2 separate regions of the Zea mays genome follow, and region 1 is linked to region 2. A link is a contact called in public Hi-C data. All regions are on one chromosome and are shown on one strand. Each heading gives the region's core, a stretch centred on a gene start, on an enhancer-like site or on the middle of the called end of the contact. The rest is flanking DNA. Distances are from core to core; before and after follow the strand shown. Region 1 holds the start of LOC100280912 (VQ motif family protein). Region 2 holds the start of LOC103628325 (urease accessory protein D).

The links. A called contact is a pair of places that touch in the nucleus more often than the background predicts.
Region 1: a Hi-C map of ear shows a contact between it and region 2, with 5 times the contacts expected there. The contact joins the promoter of LOC100280912 here to the promoter of LOC103628325 in region 2. A contact is called at or near these places in 6 of 25 Hi-C or Micro-C datasets (bundle sheath, ear, leaf and 2 more).

Annotation. Positions count from the first base shown.
Region 1 is chr5:88,062,022-88,068,179 of Zm-B73-REFERENCE-NAM-5.0, reverse strand. LOC100280912 (VQ motif family protein) reads right to left here and starts at 3,199. Exons shown (of 1, transcript NM_001153832.2): 1 at 2,041-3,199. The coding sequence starts at 3,111. The coding sequence ends at 2,407.
Region 2 is chr5:87,915,942-87,922,072 of Zm-B73-REFERENCE-NAM-5.0, reverse strand. It overlaps LOC103628325 (urease accessory protein D), which reads left to right and starts at 2,357. Exons shown (of 6, transcript XM_020538438.3): 1 at 2,357-2,616; 2 at 2,790-2,864; 3 at 3,955-3,999; 4 at 4,090-4,320; 5 at 4,972-5,134; 6 at 5,253-5,721. The coding sequence starts at 2,440. The coding sequence ends at 5,485.

The sequences.
Region 1 (6,158 bases), core at 1,950-4,449, 150 kb before region 2:
ATTCTCCTCCATACTAGCTACGAGACGTTAACTTAATTAGATAAGTAATGCACGGGCCATCCGTTTTTACGAAGAAATCACGCCCCTACATCTGTAGGAAAGGATAGGTCCTAAACCCACCCAGGAGTGACCGACGAGGCCGTGTTTATGACAAGACATGTGGTCGTGCGAAATTTCGGCAGCATAACCCCGCTGTTCTCCAATCGCACGCCTAAAAATGGTGCAATTGGAGAACAGAGGGGTTATGCTGCCGAAACTAAGCAGGAGCACATGCTTTTGTCATAAACACGAACTCTGTCGGTCACCCCGAGGCTGTCCAATAAAAGGACAATTCCGGCCCAACATACCTCACATGCGTCGCTTGTAAGGTGTGTTGGGCCGAAACGGGTGACGCCTAGGTTTCGTTTGTTCACACTACGATACACTATGATTAACTAGAATCATCGTGTATTATTAAATAATTAAACTAATAAACCACAATACAATATTACATACGAAATAACATTGTTATGAATGACAAATCATATAAAATGACCTTATTTCCGAGGGCATAATAATTACCCTCGGAAATTTAAAATTTAAATTATCTAAAGCACCACTAAATAAACTAAAACAAGGTAATTTAATTACGTAATCAAATTTAGGCCATATAATCAAATTTCGCCAAATAATCAAATTTAGGCCATCGGATATAATAAGATAAACATTATTTAACATACTAATTATTTAATAACAACATTAGAAACTATAAAACAATATTAATATATACAAAATAAATCTAAAAATACTTACTTTGATAATATGGCGGGCGGAGATGTAGCCGGCAGCGACGGGGCACCCCTGTTGACGTGAGCGACGGGGCGAGCGGGGCGGCGACCGGCGGCCGGCGGCCGGCGGCGACGGCGGCTGGGCGGGGAGGCGTGTGGGCGGGGCTGCGTCGACGGCGGTGGGGCTTTGGGAGGCGGGGCGGCGGGGCAGTGGGAGGGGCGGCGGCGGCGCGGCGGCGCAGTGGGCGACGGCGCCGGGCAGCGGACGGCGGCGGCGCAGTCGACGGCGGCGGCGGCGCGTGGGCAGAGACAGAGAAGAGAAGAGAAGAGCGCGCGCGTGGAAATGAACCGCGCGCCGGTTCCTGCGGATTAAAAAGTCTTACCTCCGACGGCTACGCTGCCAGCCGTCGGACATAACCTTATCTCCGACGGCTGCCTTCGAGGCCGTCGGAGATAAGCGCTATTTCCGAGCGCCCTTTGTGGCCGTCGGACATAATCTTATCTCCGACGGCCTCGTAGGCCGCCGTCGGAGATAAGGCGGCCGTCGGATGTTTATTAGTTTACTGTAGTGATATGTTCATTTTTATTATAACATATATATGCGTTACTACTGTAACGTTTGTAATATACAAGTCTTGATGGATTTATTGTGTGTATGCAAATAAATCTAGTAACCATAGGAAATAACAATGACAACACAAAACTAAAATAGAAATATTGAAATAATAATTAAGCGGGACAAGATCATCGCCAACTCGATATACATGCCGACAATGATCATATATATATAACACTCACAACTTATGTATTGGACTAACAGTATTGCCATACCAATGTTCTGGACCGGTAATAATTAAGAGGATACCACCGTTGGTTAGTGACAAGAAACAACAATGGAGGTCTATATCACTACCAATTTATGTAGAGATTGACTGGCACTTTCCTTCTAATCTCTCTTTTCGAGGTTTTAATCCGACGCTAAAGACAAGTTTCCAAAGTCAAGTCTGATGATTTATTATTGTAAAAGAAAAAGCATATGTTCCACACTCATTTGACCAACGTGCGATTAATTAGCGGCGGGACCATAATAATAATACTATAATTAATCAGTACGTACTAGCATACAAGTAGAGAGGGGAGGGGTAGAGAGAGAAGCCCTCTTGAACTTTGCTTCCGAACCAAGGCAATCTTCTAGAAAAGATTCCTCGCTATCAGCTGCACTAGCTGTATGTACACACACCGAAAGCGCACGCGCGCCAACAACCTGACGACGGCCCCAAAATTAAACTTCTTGATTGATATTTTTTCAAAAAGAAAAAGAAAAAAAGGAAAGGGAACTATTTACATCGACCTAGCTTAACTCCTTTTCTAGTTAAAGCAGCAAGATAACACTACCACTACTAACTATACTTAGTTACTTACTCGTAATTAGCTAGCCTTCTGCGAGGCCAGCAAAAAAAACATAACAAAAAAAATGCTTAGCTGCTTAAGCAGCAGCAACAAGCTAGAACACGCGTCATCATCAGCTCGTGGTCATCGACGACGGCTTCTTCGTTCCATGGATCCCTGATCTAGCTCCCCGCTTATTATATTAATTACCTCGGTTGTGCGGTGGGGATCAAACCGGTGGATCGATCAGCTAGCCGAAGTGGTATCCATTGCCGTTGTTAGTGGGGGGCGGGTGGCCGGTGGGCATCGTCGAGGCCTGCATCATGCTCTGCAGCAGCAGCCGGTCCTCCGACGAGGCCTCGAACCCGCCGTGCAGGAAGGAGGACGGCGCCGCCATGGCCATGCCGTGCACGCCGTAGCCGCCGACGTCGGCACCGTACTGCTGCTGCTGCTGCGGCCTGAACAGCTGGCTCTGCAGCGACGACGCCGCCGTCGGCCGGTGGTGGTGGTGCTGGGGGTCGAACGACATGACGGCGGACGTCGGCGACGGGCGCACCAGCTGCGCGCCGCCGTACTCGGCGCCGAAGCTGATGACGGGCCCCCCGCCGCCGCCGGGGCCGGGGCCGTAGGGCCCGGGCGGGACGCCGGTGAACTGCTGCACCATGGCGCGGAAGTTGGAGGTGTCGGTGTTGAGCAGCGTGACGGGCGCGCGGCGGGACGCGCGCGACCGCCGCCGCGCGGGCTTGCCCACGCGCCCGCCCTCCACCCCGACCCCGGGCTGCAGCTGCGCGCGGCTCGGGCTGCCGCCCGACCCGCCCGACGTCGGGCTCGACACCGACCCGCCGCCTCCTGCCGTCGTCACCGTCTCCGTCGTCGCCGGCGCGACAACCCCGCCGCCGCCGCCCCGGCCGTAGAGCCCGCCCCAGTGGGCCATGTTCGCGCCAGTGTCACCCATGCCCTGGCGTCGCTCGCAGCTCGGTCGCTAGTACTGTGCCCGTCGGCGTCGGCGTCGGCGTGCGCCGGCTGGTAGAGGAGTTAGAGTTCTTTGGACGGACGGGGAGGGCAGGTACTTATAGTTGCCACCCCCGGCGACGAGTCAAACCGGGGGCGCTTGGGAGGGTCGCCGGGCCGTCGGATGCGCGACGCACGGCGCCAAGTCGTCTTCTGGAAGGTCGATGGCTCGTGCAGGTTTCCACGAAGCGTCCCTCCTCCCGGACCGGACGCCGGGGGCCGGGGCCCGCTCGTGGAAGTGGGACCGGTCGCTGGGCCGGGGCACACAGGAGACGAGCTGCGGGGATGGCGCGGCGCGCGCCGTGAATTTGGATGTTGTCGCGGTTTTTTTTTTTTTACTTTCTCCTAATCCCCTCGCGGTCGCGGAAAAAAGAAATACTAGTAGATGCCTTCATGCCTAGCTTAGAGCTGTGTGGTTTGGAGGGGCACAGCCACGGCGGCGAGTGGATCGGGGTCGTCGCGGCGGCGGATCGGGCGACGGAGACCTCTACGACACGTGCGTTTGTACGTTTTCGGCGCGCGCCACCGTGCGTGCTTGCGACCATTCGCCGGCCGGCGGGCCGGTCGATCGATCCAGCTGCATTGCATGCGATGCGATCGATTTTTTCCCCCCGCCACGTATATATATATCTGTTTGGCTGTTGCTTCAGCTTTACTCCATCTGGGCTGGGGATGGACTGGACCGGGCCGCGCGCACGAGCGAGCATGCAGCGACAGGAGTCGCGCGCGTCGTCGTAATGGCGTTCCCACTTCGCTGGCTGCCTGCCTGCCTGCCCTGCAGATGACAAAAAGAAAATGCATGCGGCACGCTGGGCCGCCGCCCGCCATCTTGTCATATTTTTTGACACATGTGAACTGACCAGGTGAGCGCGGCAACCACGACGAAGCTTCCGTCGGCGGAGCGAGTCCCCTCTCCCCCACCCCGGAGGCCCGGACCCTCAGGTCATTCTCACCACGTAGTTTCATACTACTGCGTCTAAAGACTGTCGTGCCAACATTTATCTTGTATCCAGAATTTCATTCTCGTAAAATTCTCTCATCTCTTATAAAACTCTTCGTATCTCTTTTCCTTAAACTGCATGACATGTTATTTAACGAGTACTAGTCTACTACACGTCTGTGCTAACGATATGTTATCGTCCCAAAGAGAGAGTGGCCGGCGGCGACGACGGGAGAGAGGAGCGACAGAGGAGAGAGGGAGTTACTGTGCCTGCAGCGGTGGAACCATGCTCTTTTATTAGGGTCAGACCCCGGTAACTTTCTGAATTTCTAGTGGAAAAACATTGTTATTAAATGCAATTCTATAGTTTGGATTCAATCAGTAATTAGGATGATCCCAATAAAATATTTGGTAGCTTCGCTACTGTGTGCGTGTAAAAGATGAGAGTAAAGAATATCCTAATAACGTTAGCCATTCAATTTGAGTGAGTAAGAAAGATAAGTGTTATCCAGTTTATGTACAAATACAATTTGTTTGGTGAATTTAGAGGGGTTATGTCTAGGAGTGATTTGGTTGAATGGTTTTTTTTTTTGCAAAATTTAAACTTATAGGTTATATAGAGATACAGATAAAACTCTCATGAAATACGCACAGAAAATGACCTCATAATCCTCGATCCAACTACTATACATCAAACCCCCCAAGAGGCCCCAACTCCTATATGCCTGCCGAAAAATAAGAACAAAAAAAATGGATCTACCAACAGAAAACGGTCTAGCGAGTGTTCCAACAGACACTACGCATGCATTTACACCGCCGCTAGTTAAGGGCCTGTTTGTTTACCCCATGGATTATATAATCTGAATTATTTTTGGAGGATTATATAATCTGGATTATATAATCTGAGTAGTTCTGTTTGTTTACCCAGACTATTTGAGTTGTTAATAAGATTCTTTTGTATGAGAAAGACAAGAATGCCCTCTATATTTGTACTAGGTTGAAACTCATATATGACATGAACAATATAACAAACGTTTCTGAGTATTCATAATTTATTACATAAATAATTTGAAAAAAAATAATTCAATTGACATTGGCAAATATTGCATTAGCAATATTATCACGGAAGGCATTCATGTCACCTTCTTCATCCCCAAATTGACTAGTACTAGGCTGAGATGATGGCATTGCATATAATCTTCATCTTCATCACAATGGTCAAATTCTTTATCTGCCAAAGAACTGTCACGAATAAATTTATGAAGAGCCATACATGTATGTATTATTTTGGATTGTTTGGCCATAAGATAACTGGGTAGGTGTAACAGAATTCTCCACTTCATCTTCAAAACACCAAATGAGCGTTCAATCACATTACATTATGCGGAGATGAATGCAAATAGTTAAATGTCTCCTTTTTTCCGCTAGTTCGGGGACCCGCTCGATACTCAGGTAAATGATATTTTGTTCCTTTGTATGGTGCTAGATATCCAGATCGATTAGGATATCCTGAGTCAACAAGATAATATTTACCTAAAAATACACCGACATATGAGAGTAGACCATAATAATTTATAAATTGAAATTATATAATAAACAATATGATACCTGGTGGAGGATGTGGAAAAATAGTGGCATATTTTGTTAGAGCGTTATTGAACACCCTCATATCAGATATGAACATTACAAATGTCTACAAATTAGCAATGGCCATGTGTTAGAAAATTACTCACCGAATTATTTGCAGTAATTTCAGCTTCAACTTCAATTGGTTCATCATCTTCCCGACCTTGAGCATTTAAATCGATGTCAATACCAACACTTCGGCCACCACGAATGATCCTTCCGGCACTCCTACTACCGCGTATCACACCACGTTTCACAGAACTAGTGCCACGACCGGCACTACGCCCTGCCAGTGTAAATCCTGCGCCACGACGACCTGCCGTCATAGAACCACGTACCATGGTTGGTCTGCCTCGTTCAGGTGTCGTAACATCACCAACTCCTGATTCAATGTCTGCTGGTTCCGACGGAGGATCCATCACAAT
Region 2 (6,131 bases), core at 1,108-3,607:
GGTCCTCTTGAGAGAAGGTAATTGGGATGTGGGACCATCTTGACTTGATGAAGTGTCCTTGCACCCCGACATGCTGTACCCTTCTCTGTGCCTCCTTCTTCTGCTTCTTTTTAGCTGGCTCTGAACATGAACCGCCTGTTATCGGGAGTACCAGCTTCGGAGCCGAAGCAACTCCAGCTTGGTTGTTGAACGAAGCCATCAACTCAAACAAGTGGAAGTGAGTTCACCGGAGGTGGGCGCCAATGTTGGGGACTTGTTCGCAAATGCTATGAATCAAGAACAAGGCAACACAGAAAATATTAAATGACAATGCCCTTTGTTCGCCGAAGCATTATATCCCCATGGATTTAATGAACTTCGAACGAATAGACAAAATACCCCGAAGGTCATACCTTCGTGGTTAAATATTCATCAATACGAAATAAAATATAAGACATTAAACATCATAGGAAAAACAAATTACATTATTTATGTATTTTCGTAATATGAGCTTAAATGTCAAAACATAATATTTAGGTACGTTTATACCTTCGCCTCTAGCGGAAAATAATTCCAGTGTAATGCGTTAGCGGTTACAGGGTTGCATGAACAGTGCCGGGGTACTGTTCACCTATTTATAAGTACAGGGTGCAGCCTGTGTAAAATTACATTTATGTCCTTTACAATAGACTACAATAATGACACAAAACATCATGGGTCTTTAAGTCAATCCATCTTTAAGTCGGTTCGACCCTTCGTCTCGAGATCTGTCATTATGCCGAACCTCTATAGGTAATAGCTTCGGCGCTCGCTCCTGAGAGGATCTTCCGAAGGTGTTCTCTTTCTTTAGGATCTTCGGCTACGAAGCATACCCCCAACAGAAATAAAAGCAGAAAAACTAAAATTAATGCATGAACATAACACATCTGATGTAAAATATGTTTATCCATATTTAATCATATGTTTTTCTAATTAATTATTTGTGATAAGAAATAATTAATTTAAATAGAAATCACAACATAAAATATGCTTTATTCAATTTGCTATGTGCAATTAAATTGAATAAATAATATAGAGTATGCACATATATTAATATTGTACCAAAGTTTATTAATTCAGCAAAAATTTATAGGAAAACTGTAAAAAAAATCTCACTCCCGAGAAAACCGGATCAACGAGATCCATCCTTTGACAAGCTAGCATCCGTATTTTTTTACGCACTTAAGAAATTTTCATTTCTTTTTTTTATCCACTCACTCGACCGCAAATGATGGCTGGACCATGCGGAGTGGCGGAGAGGGAGTGCTACCCATCCGCTCGTCCATCTTTTGCTTATCACACTTTTTTTTAACCGCACAACGGCCGTTTGACTCGATCGCTCATGAAAGAGAAGGCCTCTACGAACGCAGTAGCTACTAGATCCGTTTTTCCGCGCAGCAGCTGCTGGCTGCCAGGCCACGCGTCAAGCGCATTTGAAACAGTTGTTCAGGAAGACAGGCGAGCCAGAGTGACGGGCGATGAGGTCATTGTTGGGATCATGACGACCGATGGCCTGGCTGATCTGGGGATCTCAGAAGAGCTGCAAGTTGAAAAAGTGGAAGGTCCAGAGGCCGTTATGGCCAGAGTGAACGGCGAGATGCCTTGCCCATCGGCTCGCGGGAGGACGGATAGTCTGCCGTAAAGCCCGTAAGCAGGGGTCGCGTCGGGCGGATCGGCTGCGTCCACGCTGGAGTGTGCTATCATAGCGATTCGCGCGGCGTGCAACCAGCAGAGCCGCTGATGGCATGCTTTTTCTTCACCGTGAATAATAGAATGGAAAGTAAATCACGGATTCAATCAAGAAATTGTATACCGTATTTCTTGATGTAGAACGGAAGTGAAACCTGTCGCGTAGGACAGTTCGGCAAGGCCGAGGGACCTGTCGACGTGACGAAGAGTTGATGCAGATCTAATCCTACAGTAACGTTAAGGTAGAGCGTACTGATAACATGTTGAGAACTACGTTACCACGGACCACCAGATCCACTCCCTTCCCTCCCGTCAGCAGTAGAGACACCTTCTCATAAGCACGACAACAAAAGAAACACACGAGACATAAGATGTAGGTTTGGGCCTTTGGCCTCTTTATCATCTCCACTCTATATGAGGGGTACATGTTTTATATATATAGAGACGTGATAGCCTTTCCATATAACCCTTCATTAGGGTTTTTCAATAGGAAACACAGCCCGTGTCCGTTCGCGGCCCAAAGCCATTCGCAATCCGCAGATGAGCAGGCCCAAATATCAAATACTTCCCGGCGGCACCGTGACGCGGTGGGCCGAGCAAGTGCTGCGTGGACTGGGCCTGCGTCAATCCCCGAACGAGGCAGATGCGCCTCGATCTGGTTGACCCGCCCGCCGCCCCCATCGCCCGTCCAATCGAACCGCTCTGTGGCGGTGGTGTTCTGGTCAGCCGGCGATGGCGACGCCGACGCCGATGGGGGCGGTGCGGGTGGAGAGGGTGCGGGGGAGGTCGGCGCTGACCCGCTGCTTCGCCAGGTACCCGCTCAAGCTCATCGCCCCGTCCAGGGTGGGCCCCTCCTCCTGTGACGCCGTCTGGCTCTACGCCCTCACCTACGGCGGCGGCATCGTCTCCGTGAGTCCGAGGACCCCCCCCCCCCCCCCCCCCCGCACACAACCCTCCACTTCCCATTCTCTCCGTTCTCGCCCGCTGCGCCGTTGCTGGGCACTCGCGGTTCGGAGATGCTTGCTGTAGCGTGACGGTCTCCTGTCCTGGTGCCGCGCTTGCTCCTGCGCCCGCCCTTGCAGGGGGACACCGTGTCGTGCACGGTCAGCGTCGGCGACGGCTGTACGGCGGCGATCACCACGCAGGCCTCGACCAAGGTACGCTGATTGCTCGATTCAAGCCTGGCTCTGCGCGTCCTGCCTATACTATACTTATACCATGGCTTGTTACGTTTGGTGTTATGATGCTTACCCGTGTATGCTGTATGGTACTGTATACAACATTGACCAGAGAATGTCTGGATTCCAATTACCAGCTCTGTAGGAATGTATGAATTATGATAAACTGGAGCCTATGAGCCTTCTACGTGCACTGTTTAGGCTGGACTAGTAGTTTGGTACTCGTTTCCCCTCAACAAATAAAGGCTTGGGCTAAAAAAATCCTACCTAATGGGGAAGTCGTTGGCGAAGTCACAAGGCCCTCCACTTTTCATTATAAAACCGATAAACCAGAAAAAGATGGATTGTTTTGCGAAAGAATCTTTGGACCCATAAAAAGCGGAATTTGTGCTTGTGGAAACTCTCGAGCGAGCGTAGCTGAAAACGAAGACGAAAGATTTTGCCAAAAATGCGGGGTAGAATTTGTTGATTCTCGGATTGTGGGAGGCATCCGTACCTGGGTAATTTCTTCGTCTGCTCATGGTAGAAACTAGTGGTTGTATGCGGAACACAAGGGCTGGCAAGTTAATTCTCCAAATCTGGGATCTCTGCCAATGGCCGAACACAATTCAAACTGTGTGTGTGTGTGTGTGTGTGGAGGATATGGGGAGGGGGTTTTTCTTTCTACTGTGAACCTTTTATAGTCGAACAAAGAATTAGCTCGCTGATTACTTTCTCTTACTAAGATTGCTTAGCTCTGCTCTTCGTCCTAGCTTTGGGGCACTACTCCACTGTTTCCTGCTTCAAGAAATCATCCAGCTCAGTTATTACCATGCCTAGGTTTCATGCATTGACAAGTTCATAGAAAGCGTCAACTGAAAATGCTGATTTCCTTCATTCATGTATTTTGTCTACTCCATGTCAACTGAAAAGCTAGTTTCACTCAAATCCGTTGTATTTTTTTTTCTGGACGGCAAGTACTCATGCAAGCTTAACAAGTCTGCCGATGAAATTGTCAATTGGAAAACTAGTTTGCTTCAAATCTGCTGACTTTGTTTATTCCATTTCTGATTGGCAAGTACTTTTGTAGGTGTACAAGGCTGTGGGTTCAAAATGTTCTGAACAGTTGCTAGAGGTAATACCTCTTCCAAGGCAAGGGCTCTATGCTCTTAGTTGCGTTCCTAACTAGGAAGGTCCATGATTAAACATTTAATGCATGCAGTAGGCCAGAGTTGGGGAAGACGCCCTGCTGGCTGTTATTCCAGACCCTGTAACCTGCTTCTCAACCGCTCGGTACCACCAAAAGCAAGTTTTCCATGTTTCTGTCAATTCAAACCTGGTACTTGTAGATTGGTTTACAAGTGGCCGATACGAGAGCGGAGAAAGATGGGATTTTAGCTTCTACAAAAGTGTCAACCATATTTTCTTGGGAGACCAGCCACTCTTTATTGACTCGGTAAGCACTCTTGACCTTCTCCTCCTAGCACGTAATGTTCTTCGTTATGTTAACATGCTGTTCCATTTCTGTTTTTGTTTATGCTGTTCGCTATTCTTAACACGCCATGTATAATTTGAGCAGACTTTGTTGGAACAAAGCTCGAGTTATAGCATTGCTGAACGGATGCGGGAGTACAATGTGGTTGCGATGGTTGTGTTACTGGGGTAAAGTCAATACACCATCTCAAAAAACATGGTGCCATATGCTCTGGTCAACTCTGTTTGAACATTTGAATGTTGTTACGTGAAGATTGAAATGGCACTACACCGATGAATTTGCATTAATCACTTCAGCCTAGAAGCTTATGCTTTTTTTTTACAATTATTACTGTTGGGCACAGAGTTAACAGTACCATATGCTATGGTTATCTATTTGTGTTTCTGCCAATATATAGCTAACAATTCTCTGCTGCATTTAGAGGAAGAGCGAGTGGTAATGTGGTATAAGCAAGGGCCTAGTCTAGGATTTGGTCTTTTTCTATGAAGAACAAACCAACAAATGAAAAATTGTTAGAGATCAGGACGTACATTTTTGGATTTTAATCTACCATGTACCTGACGGAAAAGCATGGCTAATGCTCATGATTGATGGCATTGCTTTACTCTGAAGGCCAAAGCTGAGGGACATCCAAGACAAGATGCAAGACGAAGTGAGGAAGCTAATGTCGGGGCAGCTGCGCCCTCCCACTGCCGGCGGAAGCCTCTACACTACGAGATCACAGCGTCCCCGAAGGCCACCACTCGTGGCCTCTTGCAGCCCGTTCGGCCGCACGGTTTGTTGTTTGCCGCTGCTGAGTCTCATCGCTGTGCTATAGAATCCAGGCAAGTGTGTGCGCCTTTGGGCCCTTTGGCTCACGGAGACCGGCATCTTGTCGTGGTGGTTGGCTGCAGGGAACAGGCATGGTTGCTCGGGTAGCCGCGGTGAGCACGGAGCTGGCGTACATCTTCCTGAGGCACCATCTGGCCGCGCTGGAGCCATTCCTTGGCGCTCCCCCCTACGCGGCGTCATGAAGCTGGCGGACAGACTGAGGGAAGCGCTGGTGAACGCTGGTGCTGAAAGAGGGATCCTTGGTCCCTCGAGTTTGCATTGGGGGGGGGGGGGGGGGGGGGGGGGGGGGGAGTGAAAAGCTGCAAAATGGTTGGGTGTAGTCAGCTGGCCATTCGATGAAAGAATTTTGAGGGTGATTGGAGTTTCTGGTTTTGGTTGGCTAAATTCCACGGTTGGAGTGAACGTGTTGCAATTCGTTGGGTGGTATAGTGTTGCCTCGACCTGACAGTGACAGTGTGAAGCAGACGCGTTTCATTTGCCACACTATGATGGTAATAAAATAATAATAATAACAACAGTGCCTTTTGAGTCGTGATGGATAATCGCAAAGCAAGCATCTGTACGGACGCCACGTATGCGCCATACGTGGCCGGGGGGCGAGAGGAGAGGAGAGTAGGAGACCAACCGTCAAAAGCGCCGGACAATAATGGTGGCGCACAGGGGAGGCGAGCTCAATGGGATGGGGGCGGGCGCTGCCTCCCTTTCCCCTGCAGCTTCAAGCGCTGCCGCAGCGATTGGACCACCCCGCCTGCTTCCCAGGCCCCAGCCAGCCTCATTATTGCCCTGCTCCATCACAAGAGGGTCGGTTAGCAGCAAACCCGTGAGATTTGCCTCCTCTCCCCGTGCAGATCTGAGTGGTTACTGAATATTTCAGCCGCTTTTTCGATCACTTTGGCGGCAAAGTGCAGCTCGTGGAAAAGCAGGAGCACTTGAGATCTTGA